Regions from separate parts of the Oryctolagus cuniculus genome. Here region 1 is linked to region 2. Evidence: chromatin contacts called from public Hi-C data. All regions are on one chromosome and are shown on one strand. Each heading gives the region's core, a stretch centred on a gene start, on an enhancer-like site or on the middle of the called end of the contact. The rest is flanking DNA. Distances are from core to core; before and after follow the strand shown. Region 1 holds the start of OGFRL1 (opioid growth factor receptor like 1). Region 2 has its middle 19 kb from the start of MIR30A.

What was found. A called contact is a pair of places that touch in the nucleus more often than the background predicts.
Region 1: a contact with region 2 is called in a Hi-C map of an unstated tissue, with 1.5 times the contacts expected there. The contact joins the promoter of OGFRL1 here to the enhancer-like site in region 2. A contact is called at or near these places in 2 of 6 Hi-C or Micro-C datasets (psoas muscle and an unstated tissue).

The regions. Positions count from the first base shown.
Region 1 is chr5:101,430,544-101,436,291 of mOryCun1.1, forward strand. OGFRL1 (opioid growth factor receptor like 1) reads right to left here and starts at 2,065. Exons shown (of 7, transcript XM_051854607.2): 1 at 1,823-2,065. The coding sequence starts at 2,065.
Region 2 is chr5:101,285,736-101,290,713 of mOryCun1.1, forward strand. No RefSeq gene overlaps it. Among named protein-coding and RNA genes, the nearest start is that of MIR30A, 19 kb to the right of the region's middle. Within about 2 kb of position 3,111, at least 6 of the 8 cell types and tissues checked have an H3K27ac peak or open chromatin away from gene starts, as enhancers often do.

The DNA.
Region 1 (5,748 bases), core at 815-3,314, 140 kb after region 2:
AACTCCCCTTGGATATATAAAAGGACACCAAACTCAAGAGATTTCTCCACTTAACCTCTAAAGCTGCTGTCTCCCTAGATTTTCTGGTTTGGTTGTTGGCACTATCATTTGTCCAGTATTCACTGGGGCAAAGATGACAGCAACTGAAGTTGTGAATTGTCAGTCTGAAACATACTTTAGAGGTAAATCCTATAGAACATGCAAAGGGATTGACTATGAAGAGTATGGATAAAATGGGGTTGATAGTCAAAAAGCAAAATCAAAAAGATTTCTTTAGAAGAAATGGTGATATTTAGATGCTGATATTAACTAGAAAAAATCATTAGAGGAGAAAATTAATCATTAAAGGACAAATAGTGAGGCTTGGTATGGTCACTTGTTCACTGGGGTTGCAATTAAACAGATTGAAACACTCATTATTAAACTGTACTCTATGAGGGTACTCAAAAAGTTCATGGAAAATGAAATTTAAAGATCAGCTTATTTTAGTGTGAAAAATGTTGAAATCGTACATAGTTTTTTCATAATATGAATTTTCCACAAACTTTTTGACGGTTCCCTCACATTAGTTGTTCCTGGTTGGTGGGGCTGAATCGTAACCGGTGTATTTTGATATCCTAAACTTATGTAGAAGGTTACTGGAGACAAGTAAAGGGACGAACACTAGAGTACAGTATCTAATACTTTCCTAGGTTTGCAAAGCAAGACAAAACAACAGCGCAGCAAACCACAGCACAAGGGGGAGAAGAGGACACCCAGGATTCCAACAGGCCTACGGTTCCTAGATTGGTGACACACATATTCATGTTTGCATCATTCTTTTCCGTATGATTTTGGACAAGTTCCTGTTTTTTTTTTTTTTCTAAAATGAGAATTTAAAAACAGCACTCCCTCCTTAAAATTACAGCTCATTTCAATCACATGTTGATCACAGAACCTGCCCTGACTTTATAATTCCTCTCTACCTAAGCAGAGATGATCATTAACGGGATTTGTTGGCGCTAATGTTTAGGTGCTGGTTCCGGTAAACCCACAGTGGATTTGGGCTCCATTTCCCCACTCGCATTCCCCCGCAGCTGGTAACGGGAGGGCCTAAGGCGGCGCCACAAACCTCCAACAGCCTCACGGGGCACACTTCTTCACAGCACCTCCACAGTTTCTGCTTTTGAGGCTGGTAACTGTTAGTCCGCCAGCGGGCATTCCTCTCTTTCCTAACCTCTCCTGCAAACTGTATTAATCAAAACGATTTAAGCACAGTTGGATCAACAAGTCTTCTGGTGGTAAGATTTTCCAAGTGCCCTGAACTCCTCAGAGAAAGGCCTTCCGGAGGTAAGAACGTGGCGTTTCAACTTGGGATGGGGACCTCTTCTCACAAGACTTTCAATGGCTACAGACGTCCCTGGAGGGGCCAGTGCTAGCTGCTTGGTAGTGCAGTCCCCTCTCTTCGGGATTCGGCTTTACCATTAATACGCACACTAGAAGGTTTTTCACAACGCTCTATTTTTAGACAGGTACCTCCCACCCCACCTTCGCGTTCCCGAGCCGCGCTGCAGAAGCAAAGAAAACACACGTCCAAGTTGGGTTCTGCCTCGGGGACTTCCCGTCGCGGCCCCAGGCAGGCCCCAGGCTCCCGGCCACTGCAGGCCCCCGATCCCCACGGCGGCGGGGCACCCGAGGGCGCGGAGGGGTCGTGCGGCGGGGGGGGACCAGCAGCCGCCCGGCGCCCCTGCACGCGGCGGTGGCCCAGCGCTTGCTCTTCCCCCCGGGGGCCAGGGCCAGGGGTGCCCCAGGCCGACCGGAGGCCACCAACCGGGCCGCGTACCTGCTCGGCGCCCGCCGCCTCTGCGTCTTCGTCCGGCGCGGGGCTGGCGCGGGACCGCCCGCCGGCTCGCTCCGGGGGCTGCGCGGGCTGCTCGGGCTCCTGCCCCGGGCCCTCGCCGCCGCCGCCGCCGCCTCCCGGCCCCGGCTCCTCAGGCTCCGGCTCCGAGTCCGTCTGCCAGGTGGAGTCGCAGTCCTCCACGGTGGTGGGCTCGCGGAAGCTGACCCCGCCGAGCAGGTTGCCCATTGAAGAGGCGGCAGCGGGCTAGGGGCTGAGGGCTGGGGGGCGGCGGGCCGCGGGGCTCGGGCTGCGGCAGGCGCGCTAGGGCCCGGGCATGGCTGGGCGAGGGCGCTGGGCGGCAGCCTCGGCGCGCCCGCCGCCGCACTGCCTCAGCGCGGTGAGCGGCAGACAGGCTCACTGGCGGGGAGGAGCCGGCGGCCCCGGCCCCGCCGCCGCACACGCTCGAGCCCGCCCATCTGGTTCCTTCTCCTCCCCTCGGGCGGGAGCGTGCGGAGTGTCGGGAAGCGGACTGTCACCCCGGCCCGTGGGACGCGCCGCACTTCCACCTCGCCTCTTGGAAGGCCAGCCTTCGGTCGGCCTTGGGTGTCGCCCGGAGTGGTGGGGGGCCTGCTTCTCCCCCTCCCCAGCCGGGCGGGGGCCGCCGTCCTCGGGCTGCTCCCGGCAGTGCGGGAAGAGTGATCCCGCCCAGCTCCGGGAGCCGGGACAGGCGTGGACCTGAGGGTGAAGGAGGCGTCCCTAACAGCCCCCTCTCCAGGCTGGATCGGGAGGAAGATGAATTCGCTGCAAGCAACGCAAGACAAAAGCTAATGGTGACCGGGCACCACGCAAACAGGAAATCCAAGCTAACAGGGCTGTACTGAGGGCTGCCACCTAGAGTCCCTGTGGTCTAGAGAAGTCAAAGCTGTCACCTCGTCTAATGAGCAGACTAGACCACCATTGATCCATGGAGAGTTTTACTAACACCCACTTCAAATCCCTGCTCTGAGTAGGAAAAGAAAAAAAAAAAAATCTCACAATCCTTAGAACAGATGTGCTGTTTCCAAGAGAAGAATCTTTGGTCCCTTGGTCATGGATGAAAGGAGGCAGAGGAACCGTGTTATATAACTAAAGATAAATCAGAATGATCAAATAAGTGATCTAGAGAACAGTGACTGTTGGAAAATTTGCATTCTGACTTTCTAACTAGAAGAAAAACTTCTTGTATATGTCTCTGGATTTCTTCAGGAACATAGACCAGTGTGCCTGGAACCGTGCTTCTCATTTGGTAGGTACTCAGTAAATGTTGAATATGGACGGAGAAGATGGGTTAGCTGTGTGCTATAGTTTGAACACAGTTTGACTCCTGACCTCATGTGGACGTTAAATCTTAAAGTTATAAATTGATGGCACTGAGACTGGAAACAATCCAGTTGTGGTATCTAGGAGGTAGTCCTAGTGGAAATCTTAGGTCACTGGGCGTGTGCACTTAGAAGGGAGTTCTGAGAGGGCTGGTTTTTAAGGGAGTTGAGCCTAACCTCCTTGTCTCTCTCTGCTTCCTGGCTCCCTCAGTGATTCTCTGCTGAGAACAGTCTGCAAAGCACTGGAAGGAAACATCAACTGAGACCCATCAGAGAAGTATCAGGTAGAGGCCTGCAAATCTTGTTAACCAGATCAATTTGACTTCATGGCATGCAGCAGAGTGTTTTCTTCTTAGTTATCTAGATCAACATTATGTGATTTTTGTAAAAAAGATTTATTTAAAAGGCATAATCATGGAGAGGCAGAGAGAGATTTTCCATCCTCTGGCTCACTTCTGGTGCCCATATGGGATGCTGGCGCTGCAGGTGGCAGCTTTGCCCATGACACCACTGTGCTGGCCTCAATCCTATATTCTTTATACATTCCTTTTTGCCTGTATTCCCAGAAATGTCCTTCTTAAAGCTAATCAGCAACCTTTTTATTCAACGTACTCTGTTTCTAAAGATGCTATTAGCCAATCATGCTGTGAAAACACTAATCTACAGCCTATGAAACATTCACCCCTGCTTACCTAAAGCCTACCTTTTGGGCCAAATCAGTATATGATCACTGTGAAATGGCAAAGGAAAACTTACTGTCATGGAACATGTAACTTCTGCCTAAATTCTGACCATGTTGAAACACTTCCAAGTACTCCTTAAAAGTCATTGGGCTTGTCTCTCATTTTCTGCCCCGAATAAGCCTCATATGAACACTTTAACCAAGCTTGATTATTTCCAACACTCCTCATTTTGCAATCACAATCTTCTGGCCTTATCAGACAGTTGGGGACTGCTTGATCTTGGACTGAGAATTTACAAAACCATGACTGAGTAAGTCTCCTTACTGCAAAAGTGGCTGTTTATAGGTGTTGTGGTATAATGAGGAAAAACTGACTGATACAATATATAAGGTTAAACTGTTGTGATGGAAATCTCTAGTTTATTGTTAAGTGCTTCATGATGCAATAGACTGAATCAAGGCAGATGGGCTGTTTCTAAGGAACAGTTAGGTGAACAAGATGCCCACTCTCCAGGTAAGTCAGGACCGCAATAGGAGAGTCAGGGTGTGCTCTGTCAGTCATCAGTTTCTGACCTTCAACAGGGCACATAACTACTTCAGAGCTAAATTTCCTCATCTGTAAAATGAGATCACATTTTAGCCCTTGAATCTCTTTTAGCTCTGACCTTTTGTGGTCTCATGACTGGGTAGAGCTCTAAAACGAGTAACAAACCCAAGCCACACAAAAAGACATTTTGGTCAATAGTTTAGTGAAGAAAATATGGGGCAACAGCAGGACACATAAATCCAACTGCTGAAAGCTGAGAATTTGATTCATCTTCCACTGGCAGAGGACCAAACACGTTGCAGAAGTAAATGCTGTCCATCTGGCCGCAAGCATTCCAGGACTCCTATTGTAGAAACTTTAGGGACACTTGCTGTGCCGCAGGTGCGTCAGCAGTTGCTCTAAGGGTGTGTAGATTAAAATTGACCACATATAATTTGTTTTCCTTTTAAGAAGTGGAGTCTTAGTACCCACACTTGAATCAGGGGTGGCCTCGTGACTTGCTTAAAATTAGAATATGAAACATGTTGCCTTCTAGGGTAAAGCCTTAAATTCTGATATTCCTGAACTGCCATGCAAGAAGTTCAACTACCTCAAAACTGCCATATTGGAAAGGCCACAGCATGTGGCCTCTGGCTGCTGGTCTCAGCTGTCTTCCAGCATCCCCTGCTGGATTCTACTAGTTTTTATTGAATCCTCCAGACCAGTGTATCTGTCCACCAGCTGCATATCTTTCAGTGATTTCCACTAACCCTACATGAAATAAAGAAACTAATTTGTGCAATGTATTTAAAAAAAACAATTTTTCATGAAGTATTACAGCAATCTTATATAACAGGTTTTAAAAGGGTAGGGCAATAAGCTTGTATACGTTGTGTAAAATCCCTGTATTTAGGAAAGTTAATACTGAAGTTCTCTCATTCATTGTTTTTTTGTTTGTTTGTTTGTTTGTTTGTTTTTTTGACAGGCAGAGTGGACAGTGAGAGAGAGAGAGAGACAGAGAGGAAGGTCTTCCTTCCGCGCTGATCCAAAGCTGGGAACCAGGTACTTCTCCTGGTCTCCCATGCGGATGCAGGGCCCAAGCACTTGGGCCATCCTCCACTGCACTCCCTGGCCACAGAAGAGAACTGGCCTGGAAGAGGGGCAACCGGGACAGAATCCGGCACCCCGACCTGGACTAGAACCTGGTGTGCCGGCACCGCAAGGCGGAGGATTAGCCTATTGAGCCGTGGCGCTGGCCACATTCATTGGTTCTAAACACAGAAGTAACCCTTCTTAGATACTCAAACTTTTTCATTATCCCTACCTTTGAGAGCATTCTTGCATCAACAGTAAAGAAGCATGC
Region 2 (4,978 bases), core at 1,861-4,360:
TATATTGGAGTTATATTGATCAATTCTTCCACAATTTTTATTTAGAAAATGAAAAATGTGCAGCTAATCAGTTGAAAATAACAACTGCTGGTTCAATTAAATTCAGCAAATTTCACAGTCTAGTATTACCATATGTACATTTGTTTGAAGTAATAATTAACTTGTGTACTAGACTGCATCTTTGAGAAGAAAATAAGCAAATTACATTATGGAAATATATCTAAAATAAACATTTACTTTCCTCTTTGAAAATTGGGCACCAAAGCCTTAAGTAAATTCCCAATAAATGCTGTTAAGTTTTAAACTCAGTACTTCATCAGATGGGTATAGCTTTAATTCAGCCATTAATGACTTTCTTGTAAAACTATGCAATACTATACATATGCACTATACACATGCTGCACCCTAATCTATTTACACGTACACATTAAAATTTGCATAAAATGATAAACATAATGGACAGAAGGATGTTAAATTGGACATTATTATCTAGTTTGTGAGGAATGTACAAAGGTACTTCAAAAAGTTTGTGGAAAAAATGGAATTAAAAGGTAAATTTATTTTGATGCAAAAATTTTTAACTCTATGCAGTTTTTTCATGATACATACTTTTCCTGAACTCTTTGAAGACCCCATGTATGCATGCATTTCAAAAACGTCTGCCTTTTAATTTCATTTTCCATGAACTTGTGGAAGTCTGTATTAAGAGTAATCAGTGGTGAACATCCTTTCTCAAGCTTTTCTGATTCAGAATTCTTTCCTAAGTATTCTTACCTGCTCTCTTCACTCTCTCCATTTAAAATAGAGGGGAAAAAAAGAATGGAAAAAAAAATCTGGATGTATTGCTTTCCTCTAGAACTAGGAGGCAGGAGTTTCACATGGTATCTAAAATATTTAGTCTAAAATATTTCAGACTAAAAAATGTGCAATCAGAGGAAACACTAATAGGCTGCTAGGATCCTGATCCTTGCCTGTACAGAGGCAGAGAATAATAACAACACACTAAAGATTGCTTTGGCCTTGGCACAGTAGCTCACGGAAAACAAAGTGCTTGCAACACTTTCTTAGTTGGCTATCACAGCACTCCAACCAGGCAAGCAAACTGTCCTTTCAGTAGAGTTAGCCATTAAGAGATTTGCTCTCAAGGTCGATCCAGAACATACATCTTTTGGCAAAACTTAGTCTTGGGGGCAATGCTATTCTTGGAAACTAATGTGATAGGCATGATGAGCTTTAATCATGAAAGTAAGCTAACACTAGAGCCATATTTTCTTGTTTGATACCCCCTCTTTTTTAGTTCAATATATAGGTTATATAGGTCATTCAGTTAAAAATAAATTTGGTCAAAATAATTCATGCAGACGGAACATGTTGCATGTGTATGAAATTTTAATGCATCATTTATCAAAAGAAATACATTGAGCGTGACTATTTGAAGTATCAGTTTAACATTATCTTAAAATTTGTAAATATACCAAATAATGTTTTCATTATGATGCACTTTCCGTACTCAATGAGGTAAACAAACTTCTTATGAACCAATGAAGAATCGTATTCAAATCAAACAAGTAACTATAGAGTGTTCATCTTATTTGCAAGGTACTATGATCAACAGCTAGTGAGTTATAGCCAGTGCTTTCTTCAAGTTCTTTGTCCACTTATAGACAGATATATCCTACAAACATGGCATCTGTATTTATATTCTTCTACTCAGGGACTTCATCAAACTCCCATAGTTTGTACGACTTCGTTACAGAGAGAAAGTTCATAATGAAGATGATTTACATCCAAAACTCTTTTATTTTCCATCTTCAATCCAATTTTCTTTCAGAATGAAAGACCACTGTAGCGCCCGTGTCACAGCCTGCGTGTCGGCGCAGGATGGAACACTACCCTGTTTTAGATACCTGGTGTTCTGGCAAGTTTATTAGGCACACAAATGCCAAGCGCCGCGGAGACGCAACCTGAGCACTGCCTGGCTGGGCACTTGAAAGCCGTGTGCTACAAAAAAAGGCCTTAACGGGAACAGGTCCCAGCGCTACGACGCATTCGTGCAGCTTCCCCTCAAATACACACTCGAAACCAAGAAAAGCGTTGTTAACGGTGGAGATTCAGATGACCCACAAAAGTAGTGTGTCCAGCGTTCCCATTTTCCTCAGCGCCTAGTAGTAGCCGCAATATAAGCGCCGGACCTCCCTCGCCACACTCCGGCTTTGCGACACAGTTCCGGTCAGACGTAAGAGTTGCTCTGGGCGCCAGGGTCGGGGTCCCAGGACTGGGCGCCGAGCGGTCCGTCCTCCGCGGATCAGGGCGGGTGTGTTGCCGGAGTGGCCTCCTATTGGCTACACTCTCGGGGACCGGCCGGGTTTTCCGACACTTGATTGGACAGTACTGCCCCCGGTAGGCCGAGATCATTGGAGGGCGCTGGAGCCAGGGGGCGGAGCGGGTTCCTCTGGATTCTTGACCGAGCGCGCCGGTCTGCCGAGCCGGGCAGGGGGCGCGGGACCCGAGCTGCGCGGGCAGCCGCGGAGGGAGGGTGGCCGCGCCGACGAGGTCTCGGAGGAGCAGTGCAGGGCCAGGGCTGGTCCCCGGCCGCGTCTCTGGGGGACAGTCCGGGTTTTCCCCCTCAGCGGCGGCCGCTTCGAGACCGCATCTGTCAACGCTCCTCTCCTCTGCTCCTCCTCCTCTTCCTCCGACCGGGCCGGGCTCCGCCGGCGGCGGCCGAGAAGACGTGGGACCCGGCGTGGCGAGCCCATCAGCTGTCAGGCCAGCGGCGGAGCGGCCCGAGGGCGGCGAGAGACACACAAAGAACGCGGTGGGCGGCGGCGGCGGCGGCGCCGGCGAAAAGGGGCAGCCAAATTGGGGAGGGCAACTCGTTGGCCGCGCCCGCGGCTGCTACCGCCGCCCGAGCGAGGTCCGAGGCCGCGGAGACAATGCGGCCGCGCTCGGCCCCCCGCGCGCCTCGCAGTGCGGGGCGCCGCGCTCCGCCGGCCCCAACTTGACCGTGTCCCGGCTCGCCCAGCCCCCTCCCGGGGCAGGGGCGCCCCCTTCGCTCCAGCGGCCGGCGGAGGAAGTCGGTCGGCGGCCGCCGAGCCCGGCAACTTGCGAGCCGGGAAAAGTTTGCGGCGCCTCCGCGGGGCGGCGAGGCCCGCCCCTCGCGCCCGCGGTCATCGCCGGTGACTTTCGCGAGGCGTCGTCCGCCGGGGCCGCGGCGGGGCCGCGCTCCGGCTGCGGTGAGTCGCGGGGGCGCGGTGGGCTGCAGCTGTTTGAGGCACCTGGGTTGGCGGTGGGGGGCTGGGGGGGGAGGCGTGGAGGGTGCCTTGATAATACTTTTCGGGGCAGGCGAGGAGAACAAATCAAAGTGCGGTAGCTGAGAAGCGCTGAGATGCCACCGACTTGTGAACCGTATCCGTGGGAACCCCGACGGGGCGGGGGCTCCCGAGGGGCTGTGGGAGTGCGGTGGAAAGGTTACAAGGTCGCGGACCGGCCCTGCCTGCCACTGACCCTGCTTGACCTTGGACAAGTGACTTAACCCATTTAGAGCTCCTCGTGAGTGATCCGTGGGGCGACAGCTCCGTGATCTATGATGTCCTCCAATTTTTCAAAGCCATCTCCGTTTGAGGCTTGGGGCCTCAACGTGCTGAGCGAGTTACGAAGCAGTAGGCCAGGATGTCTTTACGTGTGCCTGGGCTCACCTTACACCCCACTCGCAAGTAACTTTGAAGTCTGGATGCTTTAACATACCAATATTTAAAGGCTTTCTTCAGTGAAAAATGAGTTACCATTTTTGCTTATTTTACAATTCTTAAGACTAGCCTACTTTGCTGCACCCTTTGGAGCCCTAGGGGCCGGGCTTGGGGACTGGGAGCCAAGCCTGCGCGTGCAGTGGCAGGTGTCGCCAGCGATGGTCCCTTCCGGACTCCGGTTTAGGGCAAGAACTAGGTATTAATTATGCATAGCAGAGAGTAGGCAGGGCAGGTGTTTTTGCTTCTGTCTTCTAAAAACTTTGGCTGGGGGAGGGGTGGTGTGAGTGGAAGGGAGGGTGCTCTTCTGAGAGAGGAAAAGAAAATCTCACTTTTAACCAAAGTAAATCTTACATTACTGTAAAATCTCCTTACAGGAACAGTAACATAGCACAAGTACATCTTGATCTAATTTTAGTGAAGTATTGAAAATAGCTGCTATGTTCAGTATCACTGACGCCAAGACAGCTGACTTACATAATCTTCGTTGGGATGTGTTAGTGGCATGTATAATTTTGATAAATAATTAATGTTAAAGGTTTGGTCTGGCTTTGGTATTGCAAACCGATGTAGCATTAACTTTTCATTATCACAATGACCTGATTTTTTCCATAAAAATCATTTTTATCACCAAAATTCTCTTAAATATTGCATTTACTTTGTCAGTAGTGCATTCAGAAGAAATGATAAAGTACTCCAGTTTCCTCGTCACTCATGGGAGTGCCTTCTAGATGTCAAGTGCTTCCCTGGACATTTTCTCTTCTTGTGCAACTTATAACAACAGAAGTTGATTTTTTTAAAAAAAATGGAAGTTCATAAATATAGTCAACAAATGCTGAATATTCAGAATACTTGGTGCTATGATAAAAATGATTACAAATCTGTGTTGCCCATCTTTTTATGTTAACATGCCACAGTGGAAAGAAAGAAGGTAGCAAAGAAAGAACTGGCAGAGAAACTGAGCTAAGCTAAAGTTCCAGTATATAGCATGAAAATTTAGACCTCAAAATTGGCATTTAACATAATACATGTGATGACCTGGTTTTGTTTGAAAAACATGAAACTTTGAAAAGGTACATTTCTTAAAGAATCAGTAGCTGTTTGTGTTGTGATTGGATGTCTAATGAAATGGCCTAATTGTAACCATAATATTTCACTTCAGTGCTGCCTGATTTTTAAACTCATTTTTTAGATGGCCTTAAATAAACCTTTCAATTCAGTTGTATGAAGGAAAA